Regions from separate parts of the Mus musculus genome. Here region 2 is linked to region 1. A link is a contact called in public HiChIP or PLAC-seq data. All regions are on one chromosome and are shown on one strand. The core of a region is the stretch at or near the end of the contact, and the rest is flanking DNA. Distances in the headings are between cores, read along the strand shown. Region 1 holds the start of Ankrd52 (ankyrin repeat domain 52). Region 2 overlaps Rnf41 (ring finger protein 41).

Evidence for each region. HiChIP or PLAC-seq counts read pairs in DNA pulled down with a chosen protein or histone mark.
Region 2: an H3K4me3 HiChIP or PLAC-seq map of microglia shows a contact between it and region 1, with 5 times the contacts expected there. The contact joins the enhancer-like site here to the promoter of Ankrd52 in region 1. A contact is called at or near these places in 6 of 39 promoter capture datasets (the HPC-7 cell line, embryonic stem cells, frontonasal cranial neural crest and 3 more), 3 of 15 datasets of contacts at CTCF or cohesin (CD8 T cells, the NIH/3T3 cell line and large pre-B cells), 39 of 484 Hi-C or Micro-C datasets (the AML12 cell line, B cells, CD8 T cells and 20 more), 45 of 115 datasets of contacts at active chromatin or transcription factors (the 230-238 cell line, CD8 T cells, the HPC-7 cell line and 28 more) and 3 of 9 other capture datasets (adipose tissue, liver and pancreatic islet).

Annotation. Positions count from the first base shown.
Region 1 is chr10:128,373,888-128,379,293 of GRCm38.p6, reverse strand. It overlaps Ankrd52 (ankyrin repeat domain 52), which reads right to left and starts at 2,170. Exons shown (of 28, transcript NM_172790.2): 1 at 2,045-2,170; 2 at 1,642-1,725; 3 at 1,128-1,206; 4 at 871-941. The coding sequence starts at 2,071.
Region 2 is chr10:128,436,755-128,442,160 of GRCm38.p6, reverse strand. Rnf41 (ring finger protein 41) reads right to left here. Exons shown (of 7, transcript NM_001164237.1): 6 at 4,750-4,853; 7 at 720-4,078. The coding sequence ends at 3,727. Among named protein-coding and RNA genes, the nearest start is that of n-TScga2, 19 kb to the left of the region's middle. Within about 2 kb of position 3,025, at least 47 of the 459 cell types and tissues checked have an H3K27ac peak or open chromatin away from gene starts, as enhancers often do. A contact at or near this core is called in B cells, CD8 T cells, the HPC-7 cell line and 9 more, where this site is marked.

The sequences.
Region 1 (5,406 bases), core at 921-3,420:
TCATCCATCTTCCTAGCATGGTATCTCTTCCTTTCCTTTACACACCTAGCCTCTCCAGACCTGAGGTTGTTGGAGCTTAAACATCTTTGTTTTGCTGAGGAAAACAGGGATCTCTTCCCCATGCCACTTAGCATCTACCACCCTCCAACTTAGGTCCCCGAAAATCTCCACTCACACCCACCCTGGGCAAATCCACACACCCCAAGCCTAATTCCAGGAAAAACAAATGGCTCCCACTGTATTAATGGCAAAAACATCCTTTCCCTTAGCCCTTCCACAGACACCAAAATCATATAACCCCAATAAACAAGCATAACTGGATCCCCTTCGAAATTCAATGTTCCCGTTAAACATGTCCCACACCATTCCCACTGGCCTTAAGCTCTCTCCCCCTGGGAGCTGGAGCCAAGGAAGTGATGGGAGATCAAAGAGGCCTTCCCTTCCTCTTCAGGGTTGATAACACCATTGTACAGGACTCCATATGAGTTTGGGCCCTTAGGCAGTCAACTTAAATGTTGCTCGAGGGGCAAGGACACAGAATTGCTACTCCCCACCCCATCACAAGGAGAGAAATCTCAGTGCCCAGAGGGGGATCAGACTTAAGGTGGCCCCCAGGGAGGGATGAGTCACTCAGGCCTGGCAGCAGGGCCCCCGCAGTCTGCCAGCCCAGTGTTAAGCTCTCTCCCTGACGTCACATCAGCTGGCAGCACTCAGCCCCCCCCCCCCCAGCCAGTTCTAGGGGCAGGAAGGAGAAGCCAAACTCTGGTCTCCTCCCTGTGTGGGGCAGAAGAGTCTGTAGGGCAGAGAACTGAGTTTCTCTAGCCCTCAGCCCATCCTTTTTGAAAGGGAGAAATGAGGTAGGGTCTGTACCTCGTTTCGGGAGGCAGCGGCACGATGAAGAGGGGTCAGCCACAGTGTGTCCTTAGCGTTGACGTTAGCACCTGTGTGGACACAATTTGCTATTTTGTTGGGATTTGAGGAGGGGGAGGGAAGGAAACCAATAATCAGAGTGGGGAACCTGAACGGACAGAAAGCCATTCTTGTACCAAGCACCAGCAATCAATCCTCGGATCTAAAAAGACTTCTCCCCTCCCTAGATGCCGCACCTCCCAGCTCCCCACTTTCACCTGACATCAGTAGCAACTGGAGGATGGGGACATCGCCTACGTAGGCAGCAGCATGCAATGGGGTTCGCCTCTCTTGGTCCTGGAAAGGCAGAAAAGAGAAGCAGCTGTAGAGAGAAATTATCCTGAACGCCAGTTCTAGTATGAGAACTCCAAGCCCTTCCCTTCCTCTAGGTTCTTCTGCAGGGTCTTAAATCCCAATATCGGGCTTCAAAAGCCAGCATCCTGGGAGGGTGGAGTCAGGGCTACCGACCAAGAAACCTACTCCTTCCCGGAGGGGTGGGGGCGCTGCAGACCCCGATGGTTGAGAAGGGGACAGGGTTTTCTGGGCATCCCCAGAACCCATGATCGGTGCTCCATGCCTGACCAACCTTAAATGCGGAGCAGGCTCCCATTTCTGGGTAGAAAGAGCTGCAGTTTCATCAGAGCAGAGGAGAAACGGAGCCGCCCCACTTGTGGGGAGGGGTCCCGAACCCCTCCGGATTCCGGCTCGCCATCCTCCCTGCTCCCAACTCACCAGTACATTGATGTTCTCCTTCTGCGAGAGGAGGGAACGCACTTCCTCCACATCTCGGCTAAAGATGGCCTGGACCAGGGGCGGCTGCAGGGAGAACCAGCTTTCAGGGAGCGGGCCCGAGCCACGGCGTTACCAGGAGGTGGGGGAGCACACAGGTTGGAGGGGGGCGTCGCTGGAGGGGCTCCGCTACAGGGGTCCTGGCTGCAGCGGATTCCCGCCGTGCCCCCACCGGTCGCCAGGCCCCCAAGGACACCCGCTCCACGGAGTGGAGCACGGCGTGGGGCGCGGCGGGAGCCGCGGGAACCCCGGGCTCGGGCCCAGCCTAGGCCGCACATCCCCGGGCTCGCGTGGCGGCGGTGCCGGGGCCTGGGAAGAGGAAGTGGGGAAGGGTGGGAGGGCTGACCTGGTCCGTGATGCTGAGGATCCCCATGGCCCGGCCCAGGCTCCGTCCGCATCGAGCTCGCGGCAGCGGCGGCAGCGGCGGCGGCGGCTCCACCGGGGACACGGGGCGGCCCAGGCGGCGGCTGCGGCGGCGGCTGCGGGGAGAGGGCGGCCCCGCCTACCGGGGGGCGGGCGAGCGGGAGCCCGCAGCGCTCCCTGGCGGCGAGCCTTGGCCGGGCCTCGGGGTGCTCGCTGTCCGCGCAGGCTGCCCAGGCCTCGGCGCCCTCGCCCCGCGCCAGGACGGCCAGGGCGGCCCGGGCTCCCCCTACCCCGCGCGCGGGTTCCGCAGCTCCGCCAGCGGACCGCGCTGTGCCCTCCGTTGCAGTCGGGCGGCCCGAGGGGTCTCTCGCAGGCCCATGGCACGGAGTCGGGTCTCGCTCCCCCAGTGACTCCCGAGCCCAGGACCAAACAGCGGGCGAGAGCTCACCCAGCCCACAATGCTCCGGTAGAGCGGACGCCTCCGACCGTACTCACACCCCCAAGTACCCCAGAGATAGTGGAAACTCGGAGTGTGGCGACCCGAGACTTATAGATGGCCCCAGAACCAGTCTCCACTGGGTAGAAAGAAAATAGCAAGATTGCTAAGCTGCAGAAAAATCTCAAAAGACTCCTGCTTCAGGAAGCCTCCGTGAAGAGCTGGACACTTGGCAGCTGAAGAAAGGCCTCTAAGCCCAACAGCAACTCCATAATTACCCTGCCAGATTAGGGTAGTAACTGTTTCTCCCGGTAAAAAGGCAGTAGAGAGGAACTCCCCCTCACCCATTGGAGAGGTCAAAAGAGGCAGCCAATCAGGGACAGTTGGCCGAGGGAGAAAGAAAAGTGGAGACTGATAGATGGGTACAATTTATAAAAGATGCTTTAGAGCCAGGTGTGAATCATTTATAAGATTCCTGCGCTCTGGAACCTGAAGCAGGAGGATTGTGTATTCAAGAACTGTCCTGGCTACATCATGAGCCCCAGTTCCTTTGTGTTGCTACGATAACAATGACCAAACCAACTAAAAGAAGGAAAGGGTTTAGTCCATCTTTGAGAAAACTTAGGGCAGAAACTCAGACTTGAACTTGAACGAAGAACCCAGGGAGGAATGAACCCAGGCTCAAGCTTAACCAGATCTCTTATCTAATTTAGGGCCACCTGACTAGGGATGGTACTACCCACAGTGGACCGGGTCTGCCTATATCCATTAGCCAACAAGAAAGTGTTGGGCCTGGGCAGGTGGTTCAGCTAGTTAACGAGCATTGACCACTCTTCCAAAGGGCCCAAGTTTAATCCCCAGCAGCCACTTAGCAACTAATAGCGGATTGTAACTCCAACTGCAGAAATTTTTGGTGGGTAAAACATTCATACGTGAGATTTAAAAAAAAAAAAAGTAGTTTATAAGTTAAATTGAAAAGAAATCACTCTGTCTCAAATCTCACCGCCAAACAACAACAACAACAACAATAATAATATATAATAATAAGGGCTGGAGAGATGGCTCAGCAGGTAAGAGCACTGACACTGACTGCTCTTCCAAAGGTCCTGAGTTCAAATTCCAGCAACCACATGGTGGCTCACAACCATCTGTAGTGAGATCTGACGACCTCTTCTGGTGTGTCTGAAGACAGCTACAGTGTACTTAGAAAAAAAAGAAAAAAAAATATATATAATAATAAATTTGGGAGAGAGGTTGGAAAAATAGCTCAGCAGTTAAAAGTGCTTGTTGTGCTGGGCGTGGTGGCACACGCCTTTAATCCCAACACTTGGGAGGCAGAGGCAGGCGGATTTCTGAGTTCGAGGCCAGCCTGGTCTACAAAGTGAGTTCTAGGACAGCCAGAGCTATACAGAGAAACCCTGTCTCGAAAACCAAAAAACAAAAAACAAAAGACAAAACAACAACAACAACAACAACAACAAAAGTGCTTGCTGTTTATACAGAGGGCCAGAGGTTGGTTCCCTGCTAGGAATACAGACAACTATCTGTAACCCCTGGGTTTTGGAAATCCAATGCCTTTTGGCCTCTCCAGGCACTACGCACACTTGGTGTACTTACACACATGCACGGAAATATTCAAACGCAAGAAATAAAAATAAATGTTTTTAAAATTATTTTTAATTAAAAATAAAAGAGGCTAGGGTTCTAGATCCCAGCATGCGTGAAAGTTCAGGCTCCACCTTTCACACCACGCAGGACCAACCGGTTGTGGAGATATACACCTGTCATCCCAGCCATTCAGGAGGCTGAGGCACGGGAGCTCAAGTTTAAGTTCTGACTGAGCTGTAGACTGAGTTCAGGGTCAGTCTGGGCAACTTAGTGAGGTCCTGTCTCAAAAAGTCAAATGAGAGCTAAGGGAAGCCGGGCGTGGTGGCGCACGCCTTTAATCCCAGCACTTGGGAGGCAGAGGCAGGCAGATTTCTGAGTTCGAGGCCAGCCTGATCTACAAAGTGAGTTCCAGGACAGCCAGGGCTATACAGAGAAACCCTGTCTCAAAAAAAGCCAAAAAAAAAAAAAAAAAAAAAAAAAAAAAAGCCAAAAAAAAAAAAAAAAAAAGAGAGAGAGAGAGAGCTAAGGGGGCTGGAAGGAGAGCTTATGCAGAAAGAGCACTCAAGGCTCCGCAGTGGGTGGCTAACAACCGCCTGTAATTCCAAGGGAACTGATGCCCTCTTCTGGCCATCTCAGGCACCTACACTCAGGTGCCGCACCTCCCTCCAACTCCCCCCAAATACGCACATATACATAAATAAAAATAAAACAGAGCCCGGTTGGTGGAGCAGACCTTTAAACCCAGGGCTCAAGAAGCAGAAGCAGGAGGATCTCTGTGAATTCGAGGACACTGTGGTTTACAAAGTAAATTCTGGGACAGCCAGGGTTACACAGAGAAACCCTGGCTGGAAAAACCAAACAAACAAACAAACAAAAAATTAATAAAAATAAAACAGAAAAGAGGGCTGAGGACAAGGATATAGCTAAGTGTTAAAATGATGTGGCTGACCTAAATTTACTACCTAAAGCCCTTGTAGCAGAACAGCAGAACCTACTTCTGCCCGCAGCCCCTTAATCTCTACACGAATGCTATGGCACACAGAAGTGCATTCGAATGCCGATGTGTACCCACAATAAGTAACTAAATAAATAAATGTAAACTTTTTTTTTTTTTAATGAAAGAGTGTTTGCCTAGCATGGTTTTCTTTTCTTTTCTTTTCTTTTTTCTTTTTTTCAAGACAGGGTTTCTCTGTGTATCCCTGGCTGTCCTGGAACTCACTCTGTAGACCAAGCTGGCCTCGAACTCAGAAATCCACCTGCCTTTGCCTCCCGAGTGCTGGGATTAAAGGCGTGCGCCAACA
Region 2 (5,406 bases), core at 1,776-4,275, 62 kb before region 1:
TGGTTGTCAACTTGACTCTATCTGGAATTAGAGGCCGGACACACCTGTGGGGGATTTTTTTCTTAAATCATTTGACGTGGGAAGAACCACCTTTAATCTGGGCCATATCTCCTGGAGGTAGCCTATATAAATGATATGGAAAAAGGAAGCTCTCACTCTTTGCCTGCTTGCTCTTGCCAGCAAGTTCATTCCTTCACTGCCATTACAGCCTATGCCTTCAGGATCCCACCACACACTGAAAACCATCTGAGACATCCAGTCTCATGGATGAACATGGATGAACTGAGCTGGACTCTTGGAATTTCCACTGGTAGACAGCTGTCGTTGGACTCGCTGGACCACAGCCTGTAACACCAGCTCAACACCAGGCATGTACGCATGTGGTACACAAACATATATACAGGCAAAATACTTAAACACATAAAAATTAAAAAACAGAAAACTGATTCAAGGGGAAAGGAGGGCCCCAGCATTTCTGACAGGCTCGTGTCTCACTTCCCAGTGCTCCACACTGTGACTGCCAATCATTCTCATACCCTCCCCCCAACCCCCTGCCTTCAGTACGAAGCCCAGACTGGTCTGGAACTCACTACACAGAACAAATGGCCTCTGACTCAACAATCCCCAGAGTGCCAGAACTACAGTGTGCATCACAGCAGGTGGCTTCCGCTGTGCGATCAGTGACTGTGCATGAAAGGGAAGACTCAGAGAGACAAGAATGTCCTTTCCCTCAACTTAAGTGTCAGGAGAGTTCCATTATATTTACATTCGGTGCACGATAAAGGTCAACAAATTCAACATACAGTTGGGAGCTGGCTCAGTGGTTAAGAGCACTGGCTGCTCTATAGCACCTAGTTTCAAACTCGACATGGTGGCTCACAACCTTCTGTGACTCCAGTTCTAGGAGACCCAGTGCTCTTTTCTAGACTCTGTGGGCAACAGACATACATGTGGCACACAGACAGAAATACAGGCAAAACATTAATATACATAAATATCTTAAGTCACACATGCACACACACACACACACACACACATGGTTTCTCATAGGAGGAATAAGATAGTAACAAAAAGTGTTCAGCAAAAATGTGTGAGCATGGTGGACATGTATGTGCATTGTGCATACTCATGCTTTCAAGGTGTTTGGAAGAGGATGTTGGGTGTCCTGTTTTATTACTATGCCATATTCCTTTAAACTTGCAGGCCCCTCACTGAGATCTGTCTGCTGGCTCCAAAGTACTGGGATTAAAGGCATGTTCCACCATACCTGGCTTCATTCTTTGAGACACTGTCAGTCACTGAACTTGGAGCTCAAATAGGGACCAGCAAGCTCCAGTAAGCCCTCTACCTCTGCCCCACACAACGAGGGAGTTATCTCTTGACCATGCTCAGCTTTTTATGCAGGTGCTGGGAATTTGAACTCACATCCTCACGTGCAGTTAGAGCTCTTACCTCTCCCTAGCCATCTCCCTAGCCAGGAAAGTCCTTGTCAAGGTCTGAACAGCAGGAGAGCTGTTTCAGGTTTCCTCCCTACATTAATATCAGGAGCCCCTAGAGGGCAGAAGCTCCCCACTCGCTGGAAAGAGGTGCTAAAGTCTTCGGTAGCATCCTCCGAATGCAGGACATTTAGGAAAACAGAATTCCGGCTAAAGGGACACTCTGAAGAGAATGCAGTTAGGCTTACGAGAGCAGTAGAGCACAGAACGTGAAGCGTGTGAAGTGTATGCAGTTTCCAGACAGACGGTCTCTCAAGGCAGAGGTCAGTGGAAGGTGCATTACCAAGCTAGGAAGAATCCTTCATAAGGGGGGTGACTAAGAATTTAGAGTTGAGTGAGAGATTTATTAGTGCAGTGAACACCATGTACAGCACACAGCACAATGGAAGAGCTGCAGATACTGGTGCAAAGGGCAAGCAAACTTCAGCCTCCTCCATCATTCATCTCAGAGTAAGGAATAGACAGAGTGAGCTTGGGCAAGGCAGGCAGGCACAAAGAGGAACAAGAAACCCAGTAACCCGACTGAGTATAGCAGCCTTTTTCAAACTCCTGAGCACAATGTCCTGGAGCTGGAACACCCAACTTTTTCTTACGGTCCTCAAGCTATATCCTTCTATCCCAACCCCACAGGAGGCACACGACTCAACCAGTGAGACCAACAGCAGGCTAGCCTGAAGTGGAACTCCCAGAGAGAAGCTAGAGTATGGTGAAGGGGGGCCCTCTGACCTCTCCAATCACACTCCCACCTACGCTTTTAAAATAATCACACCACTCTTTCTCCTTGCTCACTCTACTAGCCACCATGGGGGACCCAGCAGCCACCCAGAGAGCCTTGAATGGACCCCAAGTCCTTGGGTGGACTTGACTGAGCCAGTGTAGTCAGCCTGGCTTTGGAGACATCTGATTTATATCCCACTTGGCTGGTGAAGGTTAGAACCCAGATAAACAGGAAGTTTCCTCAGGAAACATGGAAGAGTCACCTTCAAAACACATGTGCCAGCCAGTTAATTCTAGGGTTTCACAAGGAGACCTAAAGGGGCAGGGAACAAATTTCTTCATGGGTCACAGGCATCAACGCTGGACTGCCACAGCCAAAGCTCCTGCAGGGTGATGGAGGGGAGGGTCAGAGCAGGTATCAGACCAGAGCTCATGCTGAAAAGGAAACACATGAAACAGACCTTACCAGCCCCACCCTACCCAAATCCCACAATAGGAACAGCCAAAGAAAGGGCATAAGAAAGGTTTTAAGTTTTCTTGATGTTTTTTCTTTTCTCCTTTCTTAAAAAAAAAAAAAGTAAATAAATTAAATTGCCAACAATGTGGCTGGGCTAGATCAGAGAGACACAGCCAGTCCATCCTATGAAAACAAGACTGGGTAACAGATGGGGTTTGTGACTTGGAAATATAAACAAACAACACCAAAGGAAATCAAGCTAACTGCAATCACAGGGCTGAAGAGGGGCCACCGAGGCAACACAGACACCCTCTTGAGGCAGTGCCGTTCTGGATCAGCAGAGCCAGACAGCAGCTTCCTGCTGAGTGTACGAACACCAGTGCTCTCACGCCCACCCCTTCCTTCCCTTCCTAATTATGAAACGTGTAGGAAAGAGTTCAGCAACATTTCAACAACCCACCCTGTGCACCCTCACAGGGGCCACCCTGCGCACCCATCAAGGCCTGCACCTTCACAGCGGCCTGGACAGGGATGCGCGTGAGGACCAGGCTTTGGCCTCACTGGTTAGAGGGTTTGGGCCACACCCTCAGCCCTTCTGCCAGGTGCTGGCTCCTCAGAGCAGCTCTCAATGCTGCGTGACTTCAGCAAGCCTGCCTGCTGGGACTCCTGCCTGCTGGGACTCCCTGGTTTTGGAAGAGATAGACAATTAGAAATGCCTCACTCTACCCTGATCCTCTAGGGAAAACAAATTTCTTTGTGCTTTCTGAAAATATTTGGGAACCAGGGGATCTTAGTCAGGAAAATACAGAAGTGGGGATTTCTCCACCCTGACTGAAAATTTACAGACATTGTGGGGGAAAGAATATAGCAAAAGGCAGGAATCTGGGTTCTCCGCTGAAAGGCTGAGCTAAGTGCCCCAAAGTCCTTCATGCCAGAAGCAGGGAGTACGTGGCTCAGGTACAAGCCGCGGCATAAGGGCTGTGGGAGAAGTCAGGGCTCAGCTGCTGGAGCAATGGGTTTTCCAACTCTACCTCTTCCTGACAGCCAGTTACGCTCTTATATCTCCTCCACACCATGCGCAAATATCATGACGAGCCCTGGCTCCTGCACCATGTCGTCCCCCATGTGCTGGTTCTCACAGGCCATCACCACTACAGCCTGCTTGCCAGGGATGCGCTTGGCCACGTAGTTCTCATAGTAGCGCCGGTTCATCTGTCTTGTCTCTAGTGTGGCCAGACCCTGGGGCCAGCTGCGTTCATGGGCATTTTCAATCAGCTCGTTGACGATGGAGGCCGGGCAGCCACTTTCCACGAGGGAGCGCTTGATGACAGCCTGGAGCACAGCATCAGGAGTGGAGATCATGCCCCCCCAGCGGGTCACCCTTGCCGGCTGCAGGGAGTTCACCCACCTGTGGAGGGGTTGGGATGGTCACGCCAGCTCCTGCCTTTCTCTGCTTTGGCTTTTTCTCCTCAGAGATGACCTCCACTCTGCAGGCCACCTGACTTTCTTACTAGCATTGGTCCAGAAAACCCAAATTCTCCTCTAGTTGGGCCTGCTGTTCACATCACATCACTCACCATCCTCAATCCCTGAGTCTAGGCTGTTATTCTTTCAAGTCTCAATGCATGCATGGTGCCTACCACACAGCAACTGCCAGACTGTCCTGAAGGAAGAAATGTCTTCTACACTGTGGTCCTCGGGCCTATTCCTCTCCACTCCACACTTACCGTCTGGTCTACCAACTACACAGGCCTCCAAATGGACAGGGTCTTACGTGGTCTTACACTTCCCTTGTTCACTTGCTTGGTCTTGCTGGATTTTACAGACTTTCCTGGATGTACACTCTGCCCTCTCCTCCGCGTGCTAAGCTACCCCCGTTTGCTCCTGAGTACCCCTAAGCTCTCAGTACATGCTAGGTGCATGGTGGTCCCCAGGTAGTTCTGGACAAACTCCATCTTCAGCCAGGACTCCCCGCCATCCACCCCAGTGAACAACAAGCCTGGGTTGGAGTGAGGGTCTCTCTTGCTCTTCTCTCTGGCCCTGCCCCCTACCCCTGACTCCACACCAAGTGACACTCACTCGAGGATCTCATTGTATTCGATTGTCTCCTCCAGGTTCTGAAGGTTGGGGTTGACACTGCGGATGGCTCGCATATACGCCTTCAGCAGCTGAATGTCTCGCTTCTGTGGGGTGGAAAGAGAACCGGAGAGGACACTTTAGCCAAACAGTAGGCCTGAGAATGAGAGATCTGAGGAACAGCACACTACAAGCTTCTTCAGGAAGACAGGAGAAAGACAGCAAAATGGCTTCATGAAGACAGCACTCCACGCTGGGCAGTGGTGGCGCACGCCTTTAATCCCAGTACTTGGGAGGCAGAGGCAGGTGGATTTCTGAATTCAAGGCCAGATTGGACTGCAGAGTGAGTTCCAAGACAGCCAAGACTATACAGAGAAACCCTGTCTTGAAAAAACAAACAAAAAAACAAACAAACAAACAAGAGAAGGCAGTCCGGGGCTGGAGAGATGGCTCAGCGATTAAGAGCACTGACTGTTCTTATGAAGGTCCTGAGTTCAAATCCCAGCAACCACATGGTGGCTTACAACCATCTGTAATGACATCTGACCCCTCTACTGGTGTGTCTGAAGACAGATACAGTGTACTTACATATAAATAATAAATAAATCTTTAAAAATTAAAAAAAAAAAAGAGAAGGCAGTCCATATGTCAGGTGACTGA